Linked DNA regions of Mus musculus: regions 1, 2 and 4 are each linked to region 3. The links are chromatin contacts, called in public HiCAR-type and HiChIP or PLAC-seq maps. All regions are on one chromosome and are shown on one strand. Each heading gives the region's core, a stretch centred on a gene start, on an enhancer-like site or on the middle of the called end of the contact. The rest is flanking DNA. Distances are from core to core; before and after follow the strand shown. Region 1 overlaps Klf13 (Kruppel-like factor 13). Region 2 overlaps Klf13 (Kruppel-like factor 13). Region 3 overlaps Apba2 (amyloid beta (A4) precursor protein-binding, family A, member 2). Region 4 overlaps Otud7a (OTU domain containing 7A).

Region 1 (2,700 bases), core at 74-2,573, 820 kb before region 3:
CTTTCAGATGCAGAATGCTCTGTCAAAGCTCTTCTCCAGGCTATCAAGCTATGAGGGAGAGTGAGCTGAACCCAAAGAGCAGACATTTCCATCTCTTCCCACTCAATCCTTAGGTCGCAGAACTGCTTTCCAAAGGAACAACAACAGTGTGTCTATCTTCCTGGCTCCTCGTCCCCAAGCTGCAGAGAGCCACATGGGGGCCTGCTTTGTCATCCTGAACTGAAGGGACCATATCCCATTTCAGAAGCCAGCATCAACAGTCTCTGTCTGGGTATTACACAGAGAAATCATGTCTCAAAAAATCAGAAAGAAACAGAGTGTGTGTGTGTGTGTGTGGGGGGGGGGGGGGACGGGTGAAAGAGAGAGAGAGAGAGAGAACTTGCAGTCATCCGGCATATATAAACTGCTCTGAAGTTTCAACAATAAGCTCCCAGCTTCAACAATAGTCTGAGAAGGATGTTGAAGAGGATGGTCAACAGCTCACGGGTGCTCAGCATCTTCTGACCTTATGACTACAAATGAGAACAGGAGAGGACAGCACTCCACACGTTCATGGCAATGTTAGAATCAGAAAGTTGCCAGCACTGAGTGCTGCTGGACCAATTCACTCTCACACTAGGAGAGAGAAACAGCCACTGTGCAAAGTCTCCCACAGAGTCTTATGAATTTATACAACCTTATACACAACACCCTAACCCCACTCATAGGCCTTCACCAAGGTGAACTAAAAATAGATTTCATACTAAGACCTGTACACAAACCTTAAAACAGCTATTCGTAACTATCTCAAATGGAGGCATGGACTTTCTACAGATGGAGAGACAGATTTTGGTGTATCCACACAATGGAATATTATTCAATGGTTAAAAAGAAGCTCCTGACTCACAACAAAATGGATAAGTTATGAATGAACTTTGCTAAGGTGAAACAACCAGACATAAAAGGCTGCACTTCCCATGGCTCTATTTATATTTCATTCTGTAAATCACAGACCTATAGACAGAAATCCCACCAAGGACAGAGGGATGTGAGACTGGTTAGCGTCTATAAGGGGATGAACAGGGTGACTTCTATAGTGGTATAAGGACAGTAAGTAGATAAAGACTGCATTTGTCAGTTCTGGGGTTGGGGGTAACCTTAGTGCAGTCTCCATCTCAACCCAACACCATAACAACAACAACAACCACCACCACCCCAGCACTTGGAACTGTATTCACAAACAAGGCATTTCAGGCTACACAAATAAACACCAACCAGGAAGCTGGGGAATCCCAGGCTGGGACAGACTGAGTCACATGCCTTTGTGCAGGGTGGGACAGCAGCTGACCTAAGTTACTGGGAACACAGTGCTGTGACTGGAAACTCTTTAAGAGCAGGCAAAAGGACCTGCACTGTAGTCAGCAAAACATCAACTCTAAGCGTGGTCTAACAATCTACACCTGCCTCCCGGGTGCACTAAGGAAAGGGGACACAGGTAAGGCCACTGCTGGGGGGTAGATGTAGAGGGGTCACAGAAAGGGGCAGTCCACTGGGAGTCTAGTCCCAGAGGCTGGCCACAAATAAGAAGAGCTAGATATGGAAGGACAGAGAGATATGGTGTATTTCGTTAATGTGTTAAACAATGTAAATGTTACACACACACACACACACACACACACACACACACACACACAGCTCTACGCAGAGTGGCATAGTGGCAGCCACACCCCAGTCACAAGGAGCACACCCAGATCCTGGATTCTGATACCATTCTGCAGTGAGAGGAAACAGGGTCCTTTGGATTTGATCTGTGGGCTGGGACAGGAAAAGTCCGTAAGCCCGAGCATCATATAATGCCAGAAAGTCAGGAAACAGACAAAAATTCAAAAACGAAGGGGCATGTCAAAAGGACACAGGAACAGGCCTAAAGAGTCCCTGTCCAGGGCTGGGATATTTGAGTAACAACATAAATAGCACTAAATTCACATGAACTGGATTCCCCACAGGCATGAAATGGAAAGACTCTTCCTTTCTGCTGTGTTTACCTCCGAAAGCCACAAACCCAGTCCAACCATGAGAGAAAGAAAGATCAGACAGCTACAGGCTGAGGGACAGTCTACAGAATACTTAGCCTGTGTAGAATTGCTATTCTTGTTGCTGTGTCTAAGTACCTGACCAGAGATGTAAGGAAGACTTTATTCTGGGCTCAGGGTTTGGAGAACAACAGTTCATCGTGGCAGGAGGCAGGAGCACCGGGCAGCTGGTTACATTGCATTCTCGGGTAGCAGAACGATTAATGCTGGTGTGTGTCTGCTTTTTATATAGTCTGGGACCCCAGATCATCAGGTGGTATCACCCACACACATCAGGTAGGTCTTCCCAGAGAAGTGTCTCCTGGGTGATTCTAAATCCAGTTTGGTTGACAGTGAAATTGAACATCATAGCCAATACCCCTCAAAATTGTTGAAGGTCTACCTCTTTTTGACTTGGCATGGCTGCTGCACTAATGAGCTCACATCCTCTGACGTTACCTGCACAAGATCAAGCCTGTGCGCATTCTAGCATGGGCCAGGGAAGGGCTCACGAGCTCCTACCACCAGCTGACAAGCTATGTGGCAATTGATGGGTTTTGGCTGCTGTGGTGGTGGGACCACCATTTTTTAGGGTTGTGGCCACTGGTAAGTTGTATGTGCTCTGGTGGGTGAATGGCCCCATACCCAT
Region 2 (2,700 bases), core at 167-2,666, 800 kb before region 3:
AATCTGGACATTCCTCTGGTGCTGGGTTGGGGGCCTGCCACATGTGACAACTCTTAACGGCTACTGCAGAGAGTTGCTTTCCTGGCAGGTCCACACTGAAAATGGAATAAACAGCCCATAAAACAATCCAGCCCCCTTGACATACATAAACCACGAGACTGACACTACACAACCGTAAGGGGAGCCTCAATGGATAAACCATCCACCAGGTGACCTAGACCAACATTTCTGGCCAGAAAAGTGAATGAATGCGCTTCCCAGCTTACTCACCAGGCTCTTTGTTGGGGCAAGGATATATAAGGTGACCTGTCGGAGAAGAGACCCTGGCAAAACAGGAGGCCATGGGAACCTGCTGCTGAATCTACTCATGGGCTGGCCATTCCCACAGGGACACTCCCATCAACAGCCAAGCATGTGGGCAGGAGAGCCTGGCCAGGTGCAGCTGACCCAGGCTGCCAGACTGCCTGCAAGAACAGTTAGAGTTTAACAGCAAACATAATCCTCACTGGCATGGCTGAGGTGTAAAACCAGTTCACACCCTAGACTCCTCCAGGAAGACTGGCTCTGGGCAGGAAGGTAGGTGGCCCCCGGGCTCTGGAAGCTCCACTTATGGGCATCTGAGAAGAGAAACAGCTCCCCAAAATTTTCCATGGAACTTAATCAGCCTCAAAGCCAATAAATCCTGGTGTGGTGTTTACGTAAGCGCTCCTAGCCTCTGGCCCTCAGCCAGTACTCCGAAGCCTACGCTGTGCCAGCTGTCGGCAGTGGGGTGCCCTCTCTGCTGCCCCCACCCTGCCTCACCAACCTAAAAGAAAGTCAATGAATCACAGAAATGTTCCTCCTATAAAAGGAATATAAATGTTTATTAAGAAATTATGGGAACCAGGTCAGGCATTTTGCAATCTTAGTCATACTAGCTAATTAAAAAAAAAAAAAAAATCAAAATAGAAACCCATCTTAGAAACTTGAGACAATGAAAGCTTCTCCAGCCAAGGAGCCCTTGGATCCCAGACTCAGCTTGGTTGTCAAGGCAACTCAGTATTTACCTCCAGTTCTGCTGTGTAGGAGGACCCTGGCTGGGACCAGGAACAGCCAACCAAGCCACCTCCTCCCCAACACCACAGAGGATAGGTGCCAGGGTGTCCCCAGAGAGCGGAAGGAGGAAGCCACAGCTTCCTTCATGGCTACGCAGTCGTCTCCCCTGCATAGCTACCTACAGCACAAAGGAGAGGCGCCCACATTCTCCTTCCTTCAGTCCCCTGTGCCCCGGGGTTCCTTGGGGGTTGGAAACCACTGAAGGCAAGTTAGAACCAGCTTGGGTCCAAAGTACAAAGAGGAAATTAAGGGTGGATGTGCCCAGACTGCACCCTCAGCTGGACAGCCCATGCCCACACTCAGTACCCACCCAGGCTCCACATCTGTGAGGAGACCTGAAGGGATGGAGGGCAGAGTCCCTTGTGCTTAACTACGGGTCCCTCTCTACATCCCGAGGACAGCCCTGTTGGCACAGTCACGCCCAGCATACTACTCCCTCCTCCTCAGCTCTTGCAGGGCATCAGGCTTTCTGAAAGGCTCATGGCACTACAGCAACAAACACTCCTGCTACAGCCTGTATACCTACAGGACAGCTTATGGCTAACTTCCATCCAAGGGAGCAACTGTCCTATGTGCTGGCTGAATGGCTCGTATGTGTGCACGCATCCATACACACCCACATAAACTCTTTCTTCCAAGCCGAGCTCCACGGGTAATTTAACAAATGAGTTCATAACACTGGATCATAATTCAGGCCATGAGCCAGATGTGGGAGTGAAGAGCTATAATTCTAGCTCTTCGAGAGGCTGGGGCAGGAGAACCCTAAGTTCCAGCACAGCCCAGGAAACTTAACGAGATTACTGACAGAGGAAAATAGCTGGGGCTCAGTGGAAAAAGTACTTGCCTAGCATATATAAAACCTGGGATGCCATCTCTAGTAAGGGGATACTACTTATTATGACAGAGTAGAAGAATGGGGACAGGAAAATAAAGGCTGAAGTTTTTCAAAAGCTAGAGTGTGGGCTTAAGAGTGATACAATTAGACAAAGCAAAATGCCTATCCACAGGACAGGCCACATCAGAACCTAGTCTTGCAGGCCTGGCAGTTCGGGAAAACCAGCTTTCTGATTGCTAACATGGCAGAACCGTGCCAGTGCAGGTAACACCCTGACTGTTCTCTTTCAGAGAGCCACATCCCTCCACAAAGCCTGGCAGGCACACAGCCTTGACATATGGACATTCTACAAAGCCCAGGGCTCACACAGAAGACACTGTGTGTTGTATCAGGCCAAGTAGCAAAGGGGGTTGGGGGTGGAGGACACTCTGGAAAAGATGATAGTTCAAAGTCCCTGTGTGTCCCAGGTGCTGCCAGGGGCTGATAGTCAGAAACAGCAGATTAGAGAAAATCTTCCTGAGAACCTAAGGCAGTCCGAGGGTCCTAAAGACCACCTACATGTTGCAGGTCACTCAGCAAACCTGGTAGGGGAGGAGCATGGGAGAAACATGTAGGTACCATCACCACTAAGGTGGGGTGGAAGCAAGAACAAGGAGATCGGAGAGGCATGGGTCAAGACAATGGAGAAGGAAAAAAAAAAAATTTAAGCCGTGCAGTGGTGGAGCACTTGGGAGGCAGATTTGAGTTCGAGGCCAGCCTGGTCTACAGAG
Region 3 (2,700 bases), core at 97-2,596:
TTTTCTTTCTGTAGCTGTGAGGAAAACACTATGACCAAAGCCAACTTTGGAGAGACAAGGTGTATTTGATTTACATTTGCCGGTGATGGTTCATCACTGAGGGAAGTCAGAGCAGGGACTTGAGCAGGAGCTTGAATCAGAAGCCATGGAGGGACTGCTGCTTGTTGGCTTGCTCAAAGACTATGTGTTTACCCAGCTTTCTTATATAACCCAGCATCAGTGTTAGGGAAAGTGCCGCCCATAATGAGCTGTGTTCTGCTCCTTCGATTAGCAATCAAGACAAGCCCCCACAGACATGCCCACATCTGATCTAGACAGTTCCTCCAGGGAGGCTGGTTCAGAGGACGCATCATGCTGAAAATTAAAGCTGGCCATGACTGGTTTCTTTTTCATAGCAGTCTTGTTGACACACAGTATAAATCTGCATCGTTCACCTGATGGCACTTTTTGCACCCTAGGCTAGTATGGTTGCTTCCCGATGGCATTGTCTGCATGGTCCTCTGTCTATGCCCAGGAAAATGGTCAGGGTTTAGATATGGAGCAGTCATAATCAGTCTGATTGTGTGGGTAGAACTTCATAAATATCATCTTTTATTAGGAAGCTCACAGAACCTGGTTATCTCTCTTTTGATGATTTTAGTGACAATCAATGATCATTGTCTAGATCCATTTACTGGTTACTGTGATAGCATCCTTTCCTGGCTGTTGGTTCTGTGAACTTCTATATGGACAAACTTCTCCATGTCAGGCATTTGGTTATCCTGATTATAGTGCACACAAGAAAAGCTGGCAAAGTCTTGAATCCTTCACTTTAGCAATGTTTAATAGAGTGGGTTTCCCCACCAACCTGTAAAAGTATAAACAGTGGGCTTAGGGACTATCACTGGGCATCCTTGGGTCACAGCCTGATGAAGTGGCCCTGAAGACATCTTGCTTATAGATGCCTCCATACCTCTAATCAACTGGCCTTTGGAGGTTAGTTCCTAAGTCTTCTCGTGGCAGCCTTAGTGTGTTCCAATAGTCTGACATAATTTATTTATTTTGTCCTGGGAGTGAAGTCAATTATTTATTTTATCGTGGAACAAGGTGAAGTACTGCTTAGAGACTAAAATCTGGGTGAGGTTGAGGCTCCTTGCTGCAGAGCTTAGGAAGTAGTCACATGTGGTATGTGGCACAAAGCTCACAGCAACCCCAATTCCTGATACTTACTGCCATGCATACCCCTCACCCTGACCATGAGCTGGTAAAAGAGTTGAATAGGATGTTGCTTCCAAGATTAGGTTATAGACAGAGCAGTTTGTGCTTCTCTCCCTCTTGCTTGTTCTGTAAGGGAGCCAAGCTGCTGTGCTATGGTCCTCAGCTGCCCTCCAGAGAGGCCAGCAGGCAAGGGACCTAAGTCTCTGCCAACAGCCCTGGCAGGGAAGTTGGAATTGGTTTTTCTTGTTCAGCCCTAAGATCGTAACAGGCTTCACAATTACCTTGACTACAGCCTCCATGGAGATTCTGAGCCAGAGGCCCCAGCTGAGCCATAGCTGGAGTCCCAAGATAATAAGTGTTTGATGTTTTAAGCCACTAAATTCGGGGGTAATTTTTATGCAATTATACTCAATAAACAATAACTAGTATGCTATATTTTCAAAGTTGCACTGCATAATGATTCACAGGGACATTTTTCCTGGGGCTTCGGAGTCCTTGCACTTGAGCTTTCTTGTTCCTTTGTCCCAGGTTCCAATTCTCAATGGGATTGGGGTTATGCTTTTGTCTTAACTCTGCTACTCACGCTCCAGTTCCAGAGACAGCAGTATCGATGTTGCCAAGGATGCAGCCCAGAGGCTCAGTGAGGAGTTCCTGGCTTTTATTCTTGTCTTTCCAGCACAGCCCAGCAGCAATGGACCACCAAATGGCCTCAAGTGGGGGAAGGAACCATCTCCATGCCCGGGGAGGCTCTGGGACCTATAGTTCCTCCCTTCCCATAACACCCTATCCTAGATCCATGCTGTGCCCGTGGCAGCTTTTTGTAATGCTTGGGAGACATAGTTAGTTTTTTGATTATGTCACAAATGAGTATTCAGATTCATTTACCCCCCCCCTTTTTTTGAATTCTTAGAAACAAGCATTTGGGGCTGGAGAGATGGCTCAGTGGTTAAGAGCACTGACTGCTCTTCCAGAGGTCCTGAGTTCAATTCCCAGCAACCACATGGTGGCTCACAACCATCTGTAAGGGATCCAGCGCCCTCTTGTCAAGAGTGCAGGTCTACATGGAAGTAGAGCACTCGAATACATTAAATAAATAAATAAATAAATAAATAAATAAATTTTTCCTTTTTTTAAAAAAACAAAATCTAGTTCAATAAACACCAAGCTTTTGTCAGTATGACTATGACTCTGCAAAGTGCTTGCATGGGTCTAAGATAAACACACAACACAGGGCATGCATAAAGGTGTTCAGTCCCGGCTGCTTCCCTCTTACCTTCTCTGTAGAAGCCTTCCCCATATAGACAGCCATATATAACATTTAACATAGTTAGTAGCATAGTCTTTTTAAGTTTCATATAGGGTCTTATGGGGGGGTCATTCGATGTTTCTTTACATACTTGGTTTATGCAATGGTTAATGTTTCATGTACCATCATTGTCAGCTTCTCTCCCCTCTTTCAGTGAGAGGCAGAGAATTTAGGTTTCCTCTCTCCACCACGCCTTT
Region 4 (2,700 bases), core at 92-2,591, 970 kb before region 3:
TGCTGCCTGGTCCTATGCAGATGAGCTCCCTGGTGGGGGCGGGGGGTGCAGCCCCCACCTCCAGTCTTGCCTCAGCAGAGCTCAGCTCACACCTCTCCCAACTTGCAAATTCTGCCCTTCTCTGAGATGAAATGGAGGCAAGGAGCAGGTCATCCAAAAGTGGCCTTCCGTGGTTCACCACACCCATCTGGGTTTTTCTTCGGAAATAGCAAAAGCACCCATAGCTTTTTCTCATCCTGACAGCAGAGAGATGCCTGCCCTCTAACAGAAAGAGACCCTGTCAGTCCAGGTGATGCCTCCACCTGCTTGCTCTTCGCCTACATAATAGAAACAAGTTTGAAACCTATAGTCTTAACATTCGTGGTATGCAAGTTCTGAGTCTACCTTCTGTCTCCATTAGGTTACCTGCCCTGGGACAGCTATTTTTGAATTTCTGAGCTCTGAACTCTGCTGGTGCCTCCAGCCTCCTGGCAGGCAGATGAGGTGCCTGTCACCATGCCTCTCTCTTCTGTTTCAGCTGTGATCCCTCTGACGGATTCGGAACACAAGCTGCTGCCCTTGCACTTTGCTGTGGACCCGGGAAAGGACTGGGAATGGGGGAAAGATGACAACGACAATGCCCGGTTAGCCAAGTAAGACCTGCCCCGCAGTCCAGTCCGGACCCCAACACCCTGCGGGAGAGTGGTGGTGACAGGACTCCTGTTGGGATTTGGGGGACTAAAGGGCAGGGAGAGGATTGCACGCGCAGGCGAGTGAGCTCCTGCCACCTCCGGAGCTTCTCACTGGGTGTTCTTTTGTCAGCCTCATCCTGTCCCTAGAAGCCAAGCTGAACCTTCTACACAGCTACATGAATGTGACGTGGATCCGCATCCCCTCCGAGACCCGGGTGAGCCTCGAGTGCACGAAGCCCCACCCAGTGACCGGGCAGCAGCCGCTCTGTGCGGTGCGGGCAATGCTGTGCCTCCCCAAAGTCTCCACGCAGCGCAGCGCTCGGCTCCACGCCTTGGGGAGGTCCCACACCTTCATGCCCCAGAACCGGACCCAGCTACTGATTCCTAGTCCAAACACTTCCTCCCGGTGGGAGGCGGGCGCGTATTAGGGGCCCTCCCTCTCCCCCACCCCCCTCCACCTCTTATTTTACACAGCAGGAGAAGAATAAACACACCCACTCACAAAGCAAACCGTAGGCAAGTCAAAACACAAAACTATCTCTGCAGAGATCGGAACAAAATGTGCCGCGGCAGAGCGGAATTAATTATAACTGTGTGTGGATCCTTAGAAAATCTAGGGAACCAACAGCGCTAGTCCTCAGCGCGCGCCCTTCCCCTCCCTGAGGCGGAGGTGGCCTCCGGTGGAGCTAGCAGAAGGCGGAGAGACGCGGACCCATCCCGGGGGTGGGATGGGGGTTGCCCCTGCTTGCAGATGCTGAGAGATTCTTTTTAAGTTTGTGACTGATGTTTTCATAATCTTGGGAGGGAACTCCCAAGGGAAGGGATTTGTGAAAATTGCTTGCAAATAATTGGTCCTCCCTGACATCCGTTTACTTATGTATCCAGCGGATTCAAAGTACTGAAAGGAGACATCCCGCTGAATGGCTCCTGCCCCACTGTTCTGATTGCTCACTTCCGCTTCGCCTGGACATCATCCAAGTAGGGCGCCCCCACGTGGCTCTGATTCGCCATGTTCTTGGGGCACAAGAGACAGCCAGTCAGTGACAGAATCTTGCCTCTCTCATGCTGGAAGGTGCCACTGTGCCCCAGGATGATGCTCTGTAGCACCTACGTGGTATGCAATGGCAGCAGCCCTAGATCCATAATCAGTACCTTCCAGCTGAGCACATCTTTTCCCTACAAAGAGCAGGATGCATGGCCAGACCTTGGTGACCTCCATATCAAGTACAAAGCTCAGCAGACAACCCCACTGCTAAAGGGCACACAGCCAAGGCCCCTCTCTTACTGGGGCCCCTTTCCCTGTTTCAACCTTGAAGCTGACACTCTTTACCATCCCCGGCAAGCCAACCTAAAACTCAACTCTCTCCAAACTCAAGTGAAAGGAGGGATTTCTGCCTGGGTGGTGGTCAGCACAGGTCTGCCAGCCTTGCTTCTACTGACCTAGCCACAGCAGCTCATCCTTCTGGAACCTGCTTGAGCAGAGGAAAAGAATAAAGTGAGGAGCAATGGCTTCTCCCTTCTCTTCTAAAGACCAGAAAAGGCCTGCCCAGGCATGTACTAGTTCCTGACACACCCAGATGCAGGCTGGAGAGATGCTGTCTTTCCAATGACTCTCCTCACAGGAAGGTCCCTCTTTGGAGAACTTATGGCAGCTGCCTACCCAGCATGACCTCCTCTCATAGCCTTCTCAGGCTTGCCACCTATCCCAGAGATTGGCCTAGCCATGCTCTGCATGGTCTCGCCCTCACTGGCTGCCCCCAGGTAGTGTCGTCCAGGTTATTGTCCATGGCATTCCTTCACTAGTGCCATCCCACAAGACCCCACATCCTCACTGGAAGCCATTTCCAGCATCCTTTTCAGCTTAGCATTCCATTTGTAGTTAGAGAAGGGAACTCCTGAAGTAGCATGTCATAGCTGGATAAAGGGAGTGGTGGTCCAAGATGAAGAACGGGGTTTAGGGCAAGGTGCATAGCCCCTGCTTGGAATAAGTAGGTGATCCATCTGTGTGGGAGAGATGCTGTCTTCCTTG

The links. HiCAR-type assays count read pairs that join an accessible place to other places. HiChIP or PLAC-seq counts read pairs in DNA pulled down with a chosen protein or histone mark.
Region 1: a contact with region 3 is called in a HiCAR-type map of astrocytes, with 2.8 times the contacts expected there. The contact joins two enhancer-like sites.
Region 2: a HiCAR-type map of astrocytes shows a contact between it and region 3, with 2.7 times the contacts expected there. The contact joins two enhancer-like sites. A contact is called at or near these places in 4 of 115 datasets of contacts at active chromatin or transcription factors (astrocytes, embryonic forebrain, embryonic hindbrain and 1 more).
Region 4: a contact with region 3 is called in an H3K4me3 HiChIP or PLAC-seq map of forebrain, with 13 times the contacts expected there. The contact joins two enhancer-like sites. A contact is called at or near these places in 1 of 15 datasets of contacts at CTCF or cohesin (large pre-B cells), 26 of 484 Hi-C or Micro-C datasets (the 63-12 cell line, the C2C12 cell line, CD4 T cells and 14 more), 9 of 115 datasets of contacts at active chromatin or transcription factors (embryonic basal ganglia, embryonic forebrain, embryonic midbrain and 3 more) and 1 of 9 other capture datasets (embryonic stem cells).

What each region holds. Positions count from the first base shown.
Region 1 is chr7:63,904,083-63,906,782 of GRCm38.p6, forward strand. The region is part of intron 1 of Klf13 (Kruppel-like factor 13); the gene reads right to left. Among named protein-coding and RNA genes, the nearest start is that of Gm27252, 9.0 kb to the left of the region's middle. Within about 2 kb of position 1,324, at least 114 of the 459 cell types and tissues checked have an H3K27ac peak or open chromatin away from gene starts, as enhancers often do. A contact at or near this core is called in astrocytes, where this site is marked.
Region 2 is chr7:63,924,400-63,927,099 of GRCm38.p6, forward strand. The region is part of intron 1 of Klf13 (Kruppel-like factor 13); the gene reads right to left. Among named protein-coding and RNA genes, the nearest start is that of E030018B13Rik, 8.9 kb to the left of the region's middle. Within about 2 kb of position 1,417, at least 300 of the 459 cell types and tissues checked have an H3K27ac peak or open chromatin away from gene starts, as enhancers often do. A contact at or near this core is called in astrocytes and forebrain, where this site is marked.
Region 3 is chr7:64,724,750-64,727,449 of GRCm38.p6, forward strand. All of the region lies in intron 6 of Apba2 (amyloid beta (A4) precursor protein-binding, family A, member 2), which reads left to right. Among named protein-coding and RNA genes, the nearest start is that of Nsmce3, 150 kb to the right of the region's middle. Within about 2 kb of position 1,347, at least 33 of the 459 cell types and tissues checked have an H3K27ac peak or open chromatin away from gene starts, as enhancers often do. A contact at or near this core is called in astrocytes, cortical neurons and forebrain, where this site is marked.
Region 4 is chr7:63,754,115-63,756,814 of GRCm38.p6, forward strand. Otud7a (OTU domain containing 7A) reads left to right here. Exons shown (of 14, transcript NM_130880.1): 12 at 518-632; 13 at 802-886. Among named protein-coding and RNA genes, the nearest start is that of Gm39023, 97 kb to the right of the region's middle. Within about 2 kb of position 1,342, at least 90 of the 459 cell types and tissues checked have an H3K27ac peak or open chromatin away from gene starts, as enhancers often do. A contact at or near this core is called in cortical neurons and forebrain, where this site is marked.